Regions from separate parts of the Mus musculus genome. Here regions 1 and 3 are each linked to region 2. The links are chromatin contacts, called in public HiChIP or PLAC-seq maps. All regions are on one chromosome and are shown on one strand. Each heading gives the region's core, a stretch centred on a gene start, on an enhancer-like site or on the middle of the called end of the contact. The rest is flanking DNA. Distances are from core to core; before and after follow the strand shown.

Region 1 (4,520 bases), core at 1,478-3,977, 140 kb before region 2:
TGGGGCTCAGAGCTGAACAAAGAATTCTCACCTGAGGAATACAGAATGGCAGAGAAGCACCTGAAAAAATGTTCAACATCCTTAATCATCAGGGAAATGCATATCAAAACAACCCTGAGATTCCACCTCACACCAGTCAGAATGGCTAATATCAAACATTCAGGTGACAGCAGATGCTGGTGAGGATGTGGAGAAAGAGGAACACTCCTCCATTGTTGGTGGGATTGCAAGCTTGTACAACCACTCTGGAAATCAGTCTGGCGGTTCCTCAGAAAATTGGACATTGTACTACCGGAGAATCCCGCAATACCTCTCCTGGGCATATATCCAGAAGATGTCCCAACTGGTAAGAAGGACACATGCTCCACTATGTTCATAGCAGCCTTATTTATAATAGCCAGAAGCTGGAAAGAACCCAGATGCCCCTCAACAGAGGAATGGATACAGAAAATGTGGTACATTTACACAATGGAATACTACTCAGCTATTAAAAAGAATGAATTTATGAAATTTCTAGGCAAATGGATGGACCTGGAGGGCATCATCCTGAGTGAGGTAACCCAATCACAGAAGAACTCACACAATATCTACTCACTGATAAGTGGATATTAGCCCAGAAACTTAGGATACTCAAGATATAAGATACAATTTGCTAAACGCATGAAACTCAAGAAGAACGAAGACCAAAGTGTGGACACTTTGCCCCTTCTTAGAATTGGGAACAAAACACCCATGGAAAGAGTTATAGAGACAAAGTTTGGAGCTGTGACGAAAGGATGGACCATTTAGAGATTGCCATATCCGGGGATCCATCCCACGATCAGCTTCCAAACGCTGACACCATTGCATACACTAGCAAGATTTTGCTGAAAGGACCCAGATATAGCTGTCTCTTGTGAGACTATGCCAGGGCCTAGCAAACACAGAAGTGGATGCTCACAGTCAGCTATTGGATGGATCACAGGGCCCCCAATGGAGGAGCTAGAGAAAGTACCCAAGGAGATAAAGGGATCTGCAACCCTATAGGTGGAACAACATTATGAACTAACCAGTACCCCGGAGCTCTTGACTCTAGCTGCATATGTATCAAAAGATGGCCTAGTCGGCCATCACTGGAAAGGGAGGCCCAATGGACTTGCAAACTTTATCTGCCCCTGTACAGGGGAACGCCAGGGCCAAAAAGTGGGAGTGGTTGAGTAGGGGAGTGGGTGGGAGGGTATGGGGGACTTTTGAGATAGCATTGGAAATGTAAATGAGGAAAATACCTAATAAAAATATTTTTTTTAAAAAAGAAGAGCATCTTAAGCCAACAGGGAATGAGCACAATAAAAATGTTTTCCTTCATGGCATTTGTCTCAAAGTTATTCTCATCGCAAAGTTCTCCCTCATAGCATTATGTAGAAGAGCAAAGGAGATGACACTTGAGAAATGGGAGAAAAGCAAGCAAAATTTTGTCTTTTGGGTTGAAAGTCACAGATATTGTCGTCATGTTGACAACGTTTGCCTTTTCCTTCACCAGCTTCACTACCTCTTTTTGATTCTTGACTAAAGGTCACTGAGCTTGCCTATGAACTTTCGCACCATTTTAGAGACATTAGTCAGATTACAGAACATATGTAGTCCTCCTACTGACTCCCAGTCAGCTGTATACTTACTGAAGTGAAAAACTGTGTTTCTCTTCAACAACGGACAGACAGATCATTTCTTTGAGAGGAACACACATGCAAAAGTCAGTCTTAAAAAATATATCAATTCTCTTGGCTTGATTTGTGATATTTTGAGCACACAGTTCAATTTTCATCTTCCCTAGTGTGCTTACTACCCGAGATTAGCTGCATGCAAGGCAAAGTTTATTTCTGGGCACAAGTCAGCTGCGGTATACTGCAGTGTCCAGGGCAGAACAGCCCTGCTGAATTTTCTCTTTTCTGGAACTCCTATTTTTCGCTCAAGTGTTTCCCTTTAATTGTGATTAATAAGACAAAGAGGTGGCTCAGCAGGTAAAGGCTCTTGCTATACAAGCTTGGCGATCTGAGCTTAATCGCTAGAACCCATGTCATGATGGAGAGAGAGAACAACTCCACACAGTTGTCTTTTGACCTCCACACACATGCTGCAACCCCCACCACACACACACTGCATATACAGAAACACAATAGTAATAACTAAAAGCTTGTGATGAAAATGTATATAATATAACATTTATTTTATTAGCTATTTCCAAGCGTAGGTGAGCATTTGGCACTGAGGAAGCCTTGGGTGAGTGTAAGGATTAATGAAGTCCTGAGAGAATGTGAGTCATTGAGAAGGATCAATGTTGCAGACCCATGAAAATAGGCAAAGCTTGATTTCAAGGACCAATGCCCCAGACCCACAGGAACTGGCAATACACAAATGTTTACGACTTGGACCAGTGCTAGCCAAACTAGAAACTACTGCTTCCTTCTTGCAGAAGACTGCTTTTCTGCTGAGAACTGCTTCTGACATAGCTCCCCCATACCCCGCACCCTCTGCGTACATCATAAGCCACTAGGGGTCCAGGTTGCTGTGCCAATCTTGCTGCTGTAGGAGAATGAACACAGCCCTACCTGATCGCAGCTTTTTTTGTAAGTGTGTCTGTCCTTTCTTCATTGCTTCTTCTCCCCAGTGAGGTTTTCAGGACGAAGCCAGACAGGACGTGGCCGTGCAGTAGTGTTTACTCTATTTACATCTGAAGGACAAAAACTTGTAAAACAGAAACTATATCTCTAAATAACTTCCTTTTTCCCCCTCTGCCCTGAGCCCCAAGAAACCACTATTGGCTTTCTGTTTCTATGATTTTGACTGGTCAAGCTCACACAGGAATGGAAATATACCATGCCTAACATTTTGTGATATCCTGGTGATCTGTGTGTACCTGCTGTTTGTCCTGGAGTCACCTCTCAGAGGGGAGAATGAGAGAACCAGACAATATTTATGTACTGTGATGAATGCGGGTTAAGATGTCTTTTCTTAGTCTTTTAGATAAATATAAATTGTCACATTTTCTTTCTCCAGTCCAGTACATGTTGTGTAACTCCTTGTCAATGCCTCCTGGCCCGAAATCCCAAAGGGGCACACATTCGAGGAACACACAATGTGCTTGAACTAAGCTTCTCACTGGAAACACAGGCCATGGTAACTGGATTGTGCTTCAGTAATAGGATAGCTCAAAAGATTTCTTGAATCATGTGGGCTTTGCACAGGGGAAAAAAGGAGGGAATTTATCTCTGTGATTGTTGCCAGGTAGTGAGGAGCCTTTTAAGACTGAAGTTCTCAGTCTTACCGGTGGAGAGGGCTGTTGTACAGAACTCTTCGGGGAAAGACATAGGCAGAACTCCACCCACCAGCCAAAGCCAGGAGGAGGATGGTTTCTTGTGGAGTTTCTACAGAGCCCTTATTTGGGTCGGCGCTTGGAGAAAATAATGAAGCAGTCTTGTTCTGTTTCATTGTATGATGGTCTCAGAATGTCCTTGTTTGATGTGGATGGTCTAGGAGGTTGTTTATCTACAACAGGGAGCATGTTCCTTCCTTAGAGGAAACATGGAAAACATTACATGAGAGAAGCATCCGAAGTGTTGAGCAGATAATTCTGGAGCGAGAACTTAACATAGTAAAGATGGACTTTCATTATTTCCCTCTCTGTCATGGGAAACTAATAAATGCCTTTCTTTATTCATTAAAGAGAAACTTAGTGGGTAGCAAATGTTTACTGTGATGCAATGGTGAACGAGCATACATAGCCTCTGACAGCATGGCCCGTAAGACAGCTCAATAAGAAGAGGGTGAAAAGTTACAGGAGATGTCCCCTGCCACACCTTGGCCATGTTGGGAACTGTTTCTATGATAAAGCGATGTTGACGGTGGTTCTACCAGATGGATGAGCACTGTCTAGAGGCTTGCATTAGATGGAAGGCAAGGGATAAACTCTGACAAAGAGTGAGGGACCATAGTGCAGTGTGTCCAATGAAAAAAAGAAACAAGCCAACTAAAGACAACAGAAAAGTCTCTCACTTTCTAAATACACTCTATAGGAAACTGTTTTTCTTCCATCTTGCACACACTTGCGTGTGCCTCATGCGGTAGTGATTACAGCTCCTTTATTAATTGATGATGATACAATGTTGTGAGCATGCTAAGTGCAGCACATTTGCTCACAAAATGGTGATAAACGTGATTACTGTTTCGGTGGAGCCCCTGTTTACTCGCTGTCATTGGAGTTTCAACTGTCTGCTCTGCTTCGTGCAGCAGACAGCTGCTTTGCAACACGGCTGATTTGGTGACTATATTTGGCCTTTCCTTCCTTGGCTTGGGACTGAACCCAGGAATGACTATTAACAGAGAGGGAAAAAAATGGTCAGAACTAATTGCAAAGTCCTTTGCTAACATATCCTTCTGCAATGTCAACTGCTTTCTCAGTTTCCAAGGCACTAGCATATGGCTTTAAAAGCACCCGGTTGGACTCTGTTGTGGGAACTTCTTGTCAAATACATATTCATGAGCTA
Region 2 (4,336 bases), core at 1,520-4,019:
GGTGACCCCCCAAACATAAAATCATTTTATTGCTATTTAATACTTTTAATTTTCTACCGTAATAAATTATAATGTAAATATCTTGCATGCTGGATATCTGATATGCAACCCCTGTGAAAAGGTCATTTGAACCCCTAAAGGGGTTACAACCCACAGGTTGAGAACCACTGCCCTATACCATTCCAACACTAGAAGGATGTTCATGTCTTGTCTTGTACTTTTACCACATCCAGTATACCATAGCTGCTCCTAGTCATTACGATGTCACAGCATATGTAGTGTTTGTCTACTTACAATTAAACTTGCAACTGTTGCTGTATGGATATGGTAAAGCCCCATAGTGAGGTAGGTTTTGCTGGAACCTGTTTTCACATTAATGCTTAAACTGGTTTTCATGGTAGCAGAGGCTGACATGATGCCTTGACACAGGAACTTGGGAGATCATCTTAGGAAAGAGTGAGCTGCTAGAGAGAACAAGGCAGCAAAGAGGAAAGTAAGTAGACATTCCATCATTGTATTAATCTTCGCTAAGAACAAACAGCAGTGGAGTCTACTTGCAAAACTTTGAAAATGTTTTAGAGTATTCTTCAGAATTGCTGCAGTAAAGCCTGGGGCCTGGTCTATTTACATGTGAACCTGTACTGAACCCTGTTTAAATGTTGCCCTGTGGTTATTAGTCAGTTTGTACTTTTAGGTGGTACCTATGTATCCATTGAGTGACCTTCTAAAACTCTGGAGAAAACATGGAGATGGAAAGGGACAGCTATGTCATCTCCTAGGAAGAGACACCGATATCACATATGAAATTGCTCATCTTGGCTGGGCTGAGTTCAGATAGGCCCAAGCATGAGGCTTAGAGTACTACAGCGGACTGGCTGGTTTTGTGTGTCAACTTGACACAAGCTGGAGTTATCACAGCAAACGGAGCCCCAGTAGAGGAAATGCCTCCATGAGATTCAGCTGTAAGGCTTTTTCTCAATTACTTATCAAGGAGGGAGGGTCCAGCCCATTGTGGGTGGTGCCATCCCTAGGCTGGATGGACCTGGGTTCTATAAGAAAGCAAGATAAGCAAGTCAGGGGAGCAAGTCAGTAAGTAACATCCCTCCATGGCTTCTGCATCAGCTCCTGCTTCCAGATCTGCTTGATTTCCAGTCCTTACTTCCTTTGGTGATGAACAGCAATGTGGAAATTTAAGCTGAATAAATTCTTTCCTCCTTAACTTGCTTCTTGATCATGATGTTTGTGCAGGAACAGAAACCCTAACCAAGACATGCAGCATCTACCATACCTACATTTAATTGGAAGAAATGTTAAATTTCTGTTAAAGGATGTCATTTATTTTCAGTCAAACTGACAGGCCTGGAAAACTATGAGACCCACATTAAGAGTCTGTGGTCTACAAGCTTACTAGTTCTGTATTCTCTTTCCAGGCATTCACAAAGCTTACTTCCCATCCAAATGGGTCTTGGGACTGGAGAATGGCTTGTAGAAAGAAGTAAAATGGACCAGTTCCCACTCTGGCTCCTAAAGTTATTTTACTCTGCACACAAGCCAAGACAGAACTCGGTAGGCAGATGCTGAAATAGAATAACGGGAGGTACCTGAATCCGTGAGTTATCCCTTGTGTAAAAGAAATTCAAAATTAAAAAAAAAAAATCAAAATAGACTCATACTGCCAACTTAAAAAAAAAAAAAAAAAAAAAAAAAAAAAAAGCAAACAGAGCCCAGAGACTTTGAGGGAAGCTTCTTATGCAAGCTTGCCTGGTCAGCAGTACCCCAGAGGACACGAAAGACTCGCAGCCTACGCTGCACCATAACGCAGCCTCAAAAAGCCACCGCAGCTTTACATAAACAGTACTTGTACAAGGACATCTGTCCAGATTGTCTGTTCAGTCCTAGACCAAGGCCACTCTCACTCACCACTGTGGCCAAGGGTTAAGGGATCAGATGGAAAAGTCATCAGTGTAGCCTTTGAAAACTCCCCATTTGTTGGAGCTCCTTGAATATGCCATGGCTGTACCTATCCCAAACAAATACCTTTTTTTTCCCCTTTGAGAACAGCTCTCTGTTTTTGTTTTAAAATGAAAGAGAGCCCTATGATGATCATCTGTCATCAGCAGGTTTGACCAGAGCTCAATTTCTCTCTCCCTCTCTCCCTTCCTGTGTGCATGTGTATGCATGTGCATGGGTATCATGTGTATGTGTGTGTGCATGCACACATTTGTGTGTCCCTGGATACTTTCAATCCTTTTGTTTTAGTGACTGTTCATGAGCCAGGCTTAAGGAGTCAGTGTATAAAGTCAGCCTAATTCAGATTCTGAAAAAAAATAAACTATTTATTATCATCCTGGGTGAGAAGGGATAGAATCCGGTGTGTGGTTTCCTGTTAGCCTTTTAGGGACAAAAGCAGCCAGCCTGCTGCAGCAGCCATTACTCCTAGATAACTGACTCCCTTGCTGCTGGTTCATGAACCCTGTACCCCGCTCTTGCACTTGCTGCACACAGCTTAATGGAGAAATCCCTTTTCACAAGCCCAGATGATACACAGGAGAGAAGAAACTGGAGGGAAAGACTGTCTGCTTTCTCTTTCATCACGAGTGGCCAAGAAAACATCTAGGAAATAATAAATACGAATCAATAAAAGAGAAGCAGATAATCTCTCAGATTTTAGATGACTATAAAGGAGCTTGCCTACTGTTTAATAATATGCCTTATCATTTAAACAAAATAGGGGTAATATCTCTCCAGTGGCAGAGCTAGGCAGTGTGACAAAGAAGTAAGAACACTCCCTCTTGTGGTTCTTGGGAAAAAATAATCCCTGTTACGAGACCATACTGAGAAAACAAAATACCGATATAAGATAACATCCGTGGATGATTGCGCTGTACCGGGTTTCTCTCTCACCTGATTTCGGCAGTGCAGACAGGGACCCTCAGCGGAGTGTGAGCTTGTATTGTGACTTGTGGGAGGAACCAAGGAATGTCACATGAGTAAAGGACTCTCCAACCTGGGTTGCAAAAGACGGGTTCTTACTTTTTTGTTTTGTTTTTGTTTTTGTTTTTTCTTTTTTTGGTTCTTCCTGAAGAGGAAAAAGTATTTGTTCGCTAATTTCTTCTTCTATTCAGTTTCACTTGGCTCCTCCGAGTTGCCTCTTGTGGCTCATTGAGACAGTGTGAGTTCAGAGAGAATACATTCAGTGTTCCTTAACACTGTCCTCTCCGAGTCGCTGCGTGCCTTGCCATTTTCTCCTGCCTGTCTGGGAGGTCACTTTGCAGCGTTGTTTGTCTCAGAGGGTGGGTGGCTGCAAGAGCTAGAAATAGGTATCTACTCATTTCTTAGGAGGGGGAATAGAATGACGCCACACCCAGAAGACACTACTTAGCCAGGTCAGCGGTGGCTCCGTGGGCCACTGTGGTCTCATTTCTGATGACTGATAGACCTTGCCTTTTTGCTTCTAATGCTTCACTTTAGAAATGTGATTTCCCCTCACCCCCAGCCCCATACTGAGGGTTGACATCGGTGTGGGAATCAGTATATCTCTAAAATCTGTTTTTCTCTCTCTGGTTTTCTAGTTAGAATGTAATGTTGTTCTGTTTTGACCAGGAAAGCCCTGGTGTATGCTGACATCTTACGATCTGTTTGGTTTAAAATCTGTTGCCTTTACCTTGTGTGAGTGGAGATTTTAATAATTTTAATCTCACCATCCATAAAATACAGCATTATGAACATTGGAGGTAATTTACTGAAAATATTTAAATATTTTGTCTAAAACACCACATTCTTAAAAGGAAATACCTGTGACGTGTTATTGGACACAAAGAGACTGATTCAAGTGCATGGAGATGAATCAAAACAACCACTTTATCTTTATGGAATAATGTTCAAGTAATAAATACTAATGGCAAGGAATTATTTTTTTCTTGCTTAATGGTGTTTTGTTTTTAACAAGCACTTTAGTTTCGAAACAATTTTACTATGGTTATTTTATCTGGATTTAAACAATTCCAGCTCTGGTTAATAAATTCATAGTTTAAATACATGCAACTCATGATTTTTAAGTATGCCTTGCATTTTCTACATTATCTGGGATTTACACTAACTAGTCCACAGTATGATTGGCCTTACTGAATCTCTGGGTCTCTATTTTGACAGAGCCTTAGCCATCATCATCACCTGACTTCAAGGGCCCAGGAAGCTCTGTATCAGAACCTCCTGCACTGTCAGGCTCTCCAAGTGCACCAGAGGGATGGCGTGAAGAAGCAAATGTCCTTAACCGCTGAGCCATCTCTCCAGCCTCCTGCTCTTTGAATTTTAAGGAAGTACTGAATATGCTAGC
Region 3 (4,277 bases), core at 1,249-3,748, 240 kb before region 2:
GACCCTTCTAGCTATAGCAAGAGTCATTCTGTGTGGGAAGTGTGAAGATTACAACCTAAGAAATCCATATTTTCAGTATGAATCTACAGGTATGTCACAGAAGGCACCAGTCCAGCTAGCAACGTTAAGAAAAAGAGGGGTCTGGAGGCTGGGATGGCTCCGTCTATTCTCTTGATCATAGAGCTTGCTCTCAGTACTTTGTCCCAGAACAATGATTGTACCCATGGGCTTTGGAGTCAAAAGGATGTGGAGTTGTAAGTTCTGGATCCACCCTTTACCAATTGTATAGATCTTGACAAACTATCCTCACTTTCACCAACTGTAAATTGAATATAATAATAGTTTTGTTGAGAAATACAGAGCAATGGGTACAAAGCCCTTAGTATGAGCCTCAGCAGGTGGTAGCACCTGTATTCTTGTGCATTCTATAATTATATTGTTACAATATTTTCCTATATTTTCTCCAAATATTTCTTTAAAATTAATATTATATCAAGAGGTTGCAAATGCCCTATTCCTCGTTTTTTCAAGTTCACTGATTCGACAAATATTCCCCAAGTAACTATTATGCTCAAAGATTGTTCTACCTTCTTAAATTAGAGAGGAAAACAAAGGAAGACAGCAGCCATGGCGCTTGCGTTGCAGACGAGGGGGTAGATACAATAGACAATAAACACAGTCGATAAGTTATTTCCATGGAATGAAAAATGAGATGAGTGTTGTGGAGAAAGGGTATGGGAGTCAGCTCATTTCAATTTTGAATGAGGACAGGATAGGGCTTCTTGGCATGTGTAAATATAGAGCCATGGGAAGTGTGTGTGTGTGTGTGTGTGTGTGTGTGTGTGTGTTTGTACAATTCAGTATAATTGCACAGTTTTAAATAAAAGGGAAAGGCTTGAATGCCTAAAATAAGTGGGAAGTTTTACTGTAACTTCTTTTTTGTTTGTTTGTTTGTTTTGTACAACATGATTTTAATATTTTCAACTCGTAATATTCATTCTGTAACTTCTTAAATACAAAAAGAAAACAACAGAAAGTAGCTCATGTGTATGTGCATGTGCATCTGTGAGTGCGCGCGCGCGCGTGTGTGTGTGTGTGTGTGTGTGCACATGCATGCACTCCTAAGGCAACAATGACTATTTTCTCTTTCTTGCCTCACTGTGTACTTTAGAGTCACAGGTTGTCCATTCCTTACCCACTATGTTTTCACATCTCAGGACTTAGGGTGATAGATAATGGCATCAGTAACAAAAATATGTATGATCAGTTCAAAATACTTATGCTTTATCTCTGTGTGTTTTGTAACAGAGTTTATGTAACATCAGACTGTACAGTTTTTTGTTTTGTTTTTGTTTTTTTCGAGACAGGGTTTCTCTGTGGAGCCCTAGCTGTCCTGGAACTCACTCTGTACACCAGGCTGGCCTCGAACTCAGAAATCCGCCTGCCTCTGCCTCTCAAGTACTGGGATTAAAGGCATATGCCACCACCGCTTGGCCAGACTGTACAGTTTACATATCATAAAGGCAAATCCTTTGTACCTTATAGAAATGTATGCAATTAAAACTATAAGCCCATGGTTAGATTTACTCTTAGGTGACTTCTATTAAAACAAACTATGGAACTAATTTTACTTCTTGATTAAGTAGGAGGAGCACAGGAGTGGTATTCAGAGGTAGGGTCTGCTCCTAGCTGTGCCCCCTCTAGCCCTTCTTCAGCCCGATTGGTAACTGCCACTTGACAGTTCTGTGCCTACAACTTTCTCAGTTATTAATTGGGAAGATAAACGGTGTCCTTTCTGCCTCTCTAATTCCAGGAGTCTTTGAAAAGCTACAAGAATTTTTTTCTTTTAGAAACTAGCACAGGTATAATGAGTAGGACTATAATCTCTTGGCATCTGTCTTATTGAAAACTGTAATTAAGGTGATTTGTCCATTTTTGGATAGGAACAAAAATAGAGTGTGCTGATCTTCCACATATTATTTGTGCATCTTTACATACCATGTTATAAATGAATATATTATTGTGTGGAGAATATATTCTTGCCACATCCCAATCACCAGGAGTTTTGTCAGATACATAGAACTTCAGGACATTACTGTCACGTTAGTGATGACATACTTGAAATAGTCCACTCTCTGTGACTTTGCAGAGACTTACCTGTGATCTAGACCTGCCCTTGAGGCCTCAGATCCTTTAGCCAGTTTTGTTGATGTCAGAATTAGTTCTATCAGAAATGTGTTATAAGCTTCATTTTTATATAGGAAAAAAAAATGAAAATGCAACCAAAATCTCCCAAAGTACAACCAAAGTACGACCTAGAGATATAGCTCAGTGATAGGACGTTTGCCAAGCCTGTCTGAAGCCCTAAGTTCGATTCCACAACACCTTCAATAAGAAGTAAAGACGGGTACAGCAGTTGAGAGAACTCGCTGCTCTTCCAGAGGACTAGAATGTGGCTATCAGCACCCATCCGTAACCAGCAGCTTACATCAGAGCATGCAACTTCCTCTTCTGGCTTTCGTGAGTATCCAGTGGCTACAGGAACATGTGCATGCACACACAGAAACGCTGGCACGTAAATTTAAGAAATAATCCTGAGAGAAATTAATTAACTACAGTCAAACATACTTCATACCTCAAACTCAGACCTTTCCTTAATTCTCTAGACCAGGGTTGGCAAACGACTGCCTATCCAAAGGCCTAACCTGCTCTCTGTTTCCTCTTTCTTTTCTCACTGGGTATTTCAATATGATTTTTAATGCTGAAGCAAATGAAAAGAAAAATGGTCCTGTGTAGCATGTGTGCATCGTATGATACTAGGTGTCCCCAGACCAAGGGGTTGAGGAGCACTGATGCATTCGTTTTCTCTTATCTGCCTATATATGTATGGCTGCCTCCTCAAGAAAGTTGTTCTTTGTCACAGGATATATGGCTCTAAAGCCTAGAGTATTGATTATTTGTCTTTTTCCAGGAAAAAAAAAATGCTGATCTCTGATGTAGATTGTATAGATCTCTTAGCTAGACTATCTTTAAAAAATTAAGTTAAATTAAAATTGAAAAGCAGACTAAACTCACAGTGCCTAGTGCACATAGACCTCAGTTGACCTGGTTGTAGAAGACACCAGACATCCTTCCTTGTGCTACTACGTTTCTTCACTACAGGTTGGTTGCCGACTTGCTTCTTTTGTTTCTTCTTATTCTCATTTCTTTCCACTTTCATTCATCTCTTCACTCTATCAATACAATTAAGAACCTGAGAATAAGCTGCTAGTCAAAAGTAGATTTATTAGCTAAATTATCCAAACAAACACTTGATCCTTACTATCCGGGGGTAGGAAGCAGCAGCACAGAGGTGTGTCTGAAGAGGAAACGGAAAGGAAAAGTCTGCCTCAGTTGAGTTGGTGAAGGCTTCCTAACGAAAGGGTCCTAAGGAAGGAGGGCCTGACAAGGAGGAGGGGCACAAAGTGGTAGAAAGGACTCAAAAGCAGCTCTTCTCCTGCTGCAGCGCTTCTTCCCAAAGCCTGGATGAGTTGGAGTGATTTCCCAAAGCTTGGATCAGTTAAGATTCAGTACATGAAACAAGCCAATGTATTATCTTAAGACAGAAAGGGTTAAGTAATTAGGACCAAATCTCGAAAAAGTCAGAAGAATGAGCCATGGTCTGGCCTAGCAAGAATAACTCTCAGAAGACTACACAGTACAGTCACATCGAGGCCACCACTAGAGTGATTCCAACAAGGCTGGGTTGCTGCCACCACACCTGCCTTTCAACACCCATGAAGCCAGGAAAGGGACACGGGAGCTCTGTTGTGGAAAGGGACAACTACCAAATCACTCACCCAGAAATCAGCCAGGAACGCAAGAAGAGGACTCAGCCCCATTTTCTTGGTGTTAGAAGGATCCATCTCCTTTGTGTGTCCTGGGATTCTTTACGGTCTTGTAATTTTTAAAGAAAATGGAAAAGGTGCCTATAGCCTTCTGGTCATTGTAGCCCAGACCGGGGGATAAGCAGTCTAAACCACAAAATCTCCTGCATGTAAAAAAATTAGTGTCATTGTCCACTCAAAGAACTCCAAATAGTTCACAACAGCTTGAACAGCAACCTATAAATATCCAGGTGTGGATCTCTTTATAGTGTAAAAATCCATAGCCCCTGATGTGTAAGACAGAGATTACATTTTAGCATCCAGTGTTGAAAAAATATAGTAGAAATAGTTAACATCTGAGTAAAATTTTACTTATTAATCACAAGACTAAATACTTCGGAAAATGGTAGC

What was found. HiChIP or PLAC-seq counts read pairs in DNA pulled down with a chosen protein or histone mark.
Region 1: a contact with region 2 is called in an H3K4me3 HiChIP or PLAC-seq map of bone marrow-derived macrophages, with 4 times the contacts expected there. The contact joins two enhancer-like sites. A contact is called at or near these places in 1 of 39 promoter capture datasets (hippocampal neurons), 1 of 15 datasets of contacts at CTCF or cohesin (hippocampal excitatory neurons), 19 of 484 Hi-C or Micro-C datasets (the G1E-ER4 cell line, LSK cells, the STO cell line and 14 more), 2 of 115 datasets of contacts at active chromatin or transcription factors (bone marrow-derived macrophages and forebrain) and 1 of 9 other capture datasets (embryonic stem cells).
Region 3: a contact with region 2 is called in an H3K4me3 HiChIP or PLAC-seq map of bone marrow-derived macrophages, with 3 times the contacts expected there. The contact joins two enhancer-like sites. A contact is called at or near these places in 2 of 484 Hi-C or Micro-C datasets (bone marrow-derived macrophages and cortical neurons) and 1 of 115 datasets of contacts at active chromatin or transcription factors (bone marrow-derived macrophages).

Annotation. Positions count from the first base shown.
Region 1 is chr16:50,549,569-50,554,088 of GRCm38.p6, forward strand. All of the region lies in intron 3 of G730013B05Rik (RIKEN cDNA G730013B05 gene), which reads left to right. Among named protein-coding and RNA genes, the nearest start is that of G730013B05Rik, 26 kb to the left of the region's middle. Within about 2 kb of position 2,728, at least 8 of the 459 cell types and tissues checked have an H3K27ac peak or open chromatin away from gene starts, as enhancers often do. A contact at or near this core is called in bone marrow-derived macrophages, where this site is marked.
Region 2 is chr16:50,686,507-50,690,842 of GRCm38.p6, forward strand. No RefSeq gene overlaps it. Among named protein-coding and RNA genes, the nearest start is that of Mir6363, 38 kb to the right of the region's middle. Within about 2 kb of position 2,770, at least 38 of the 459 cell types and tissues checked have an H3K27ac peak or open chromatin away from gene starts, as enhancers often do. A contact at or near this core is called in bone marrow-derived macrophages, where this site is marked.
Region 3 is chr16:50,446,768-50,451,044 of GRCm38.p6, forward strand. No RefSeq gene overlaps it. Among named protein-coding and RNA genes, the nearest start is that of Bbx, 17 kb to the left of the region's middle. Within about 2 kb of position 2,499, at least 7 of the 459 cell types and tissues checked have an H3K27ac peak or open chromatin away from gene starts, as enhancers often do. A contact at or near this core is called in bone marrow-derived macrophages, where this site is marked.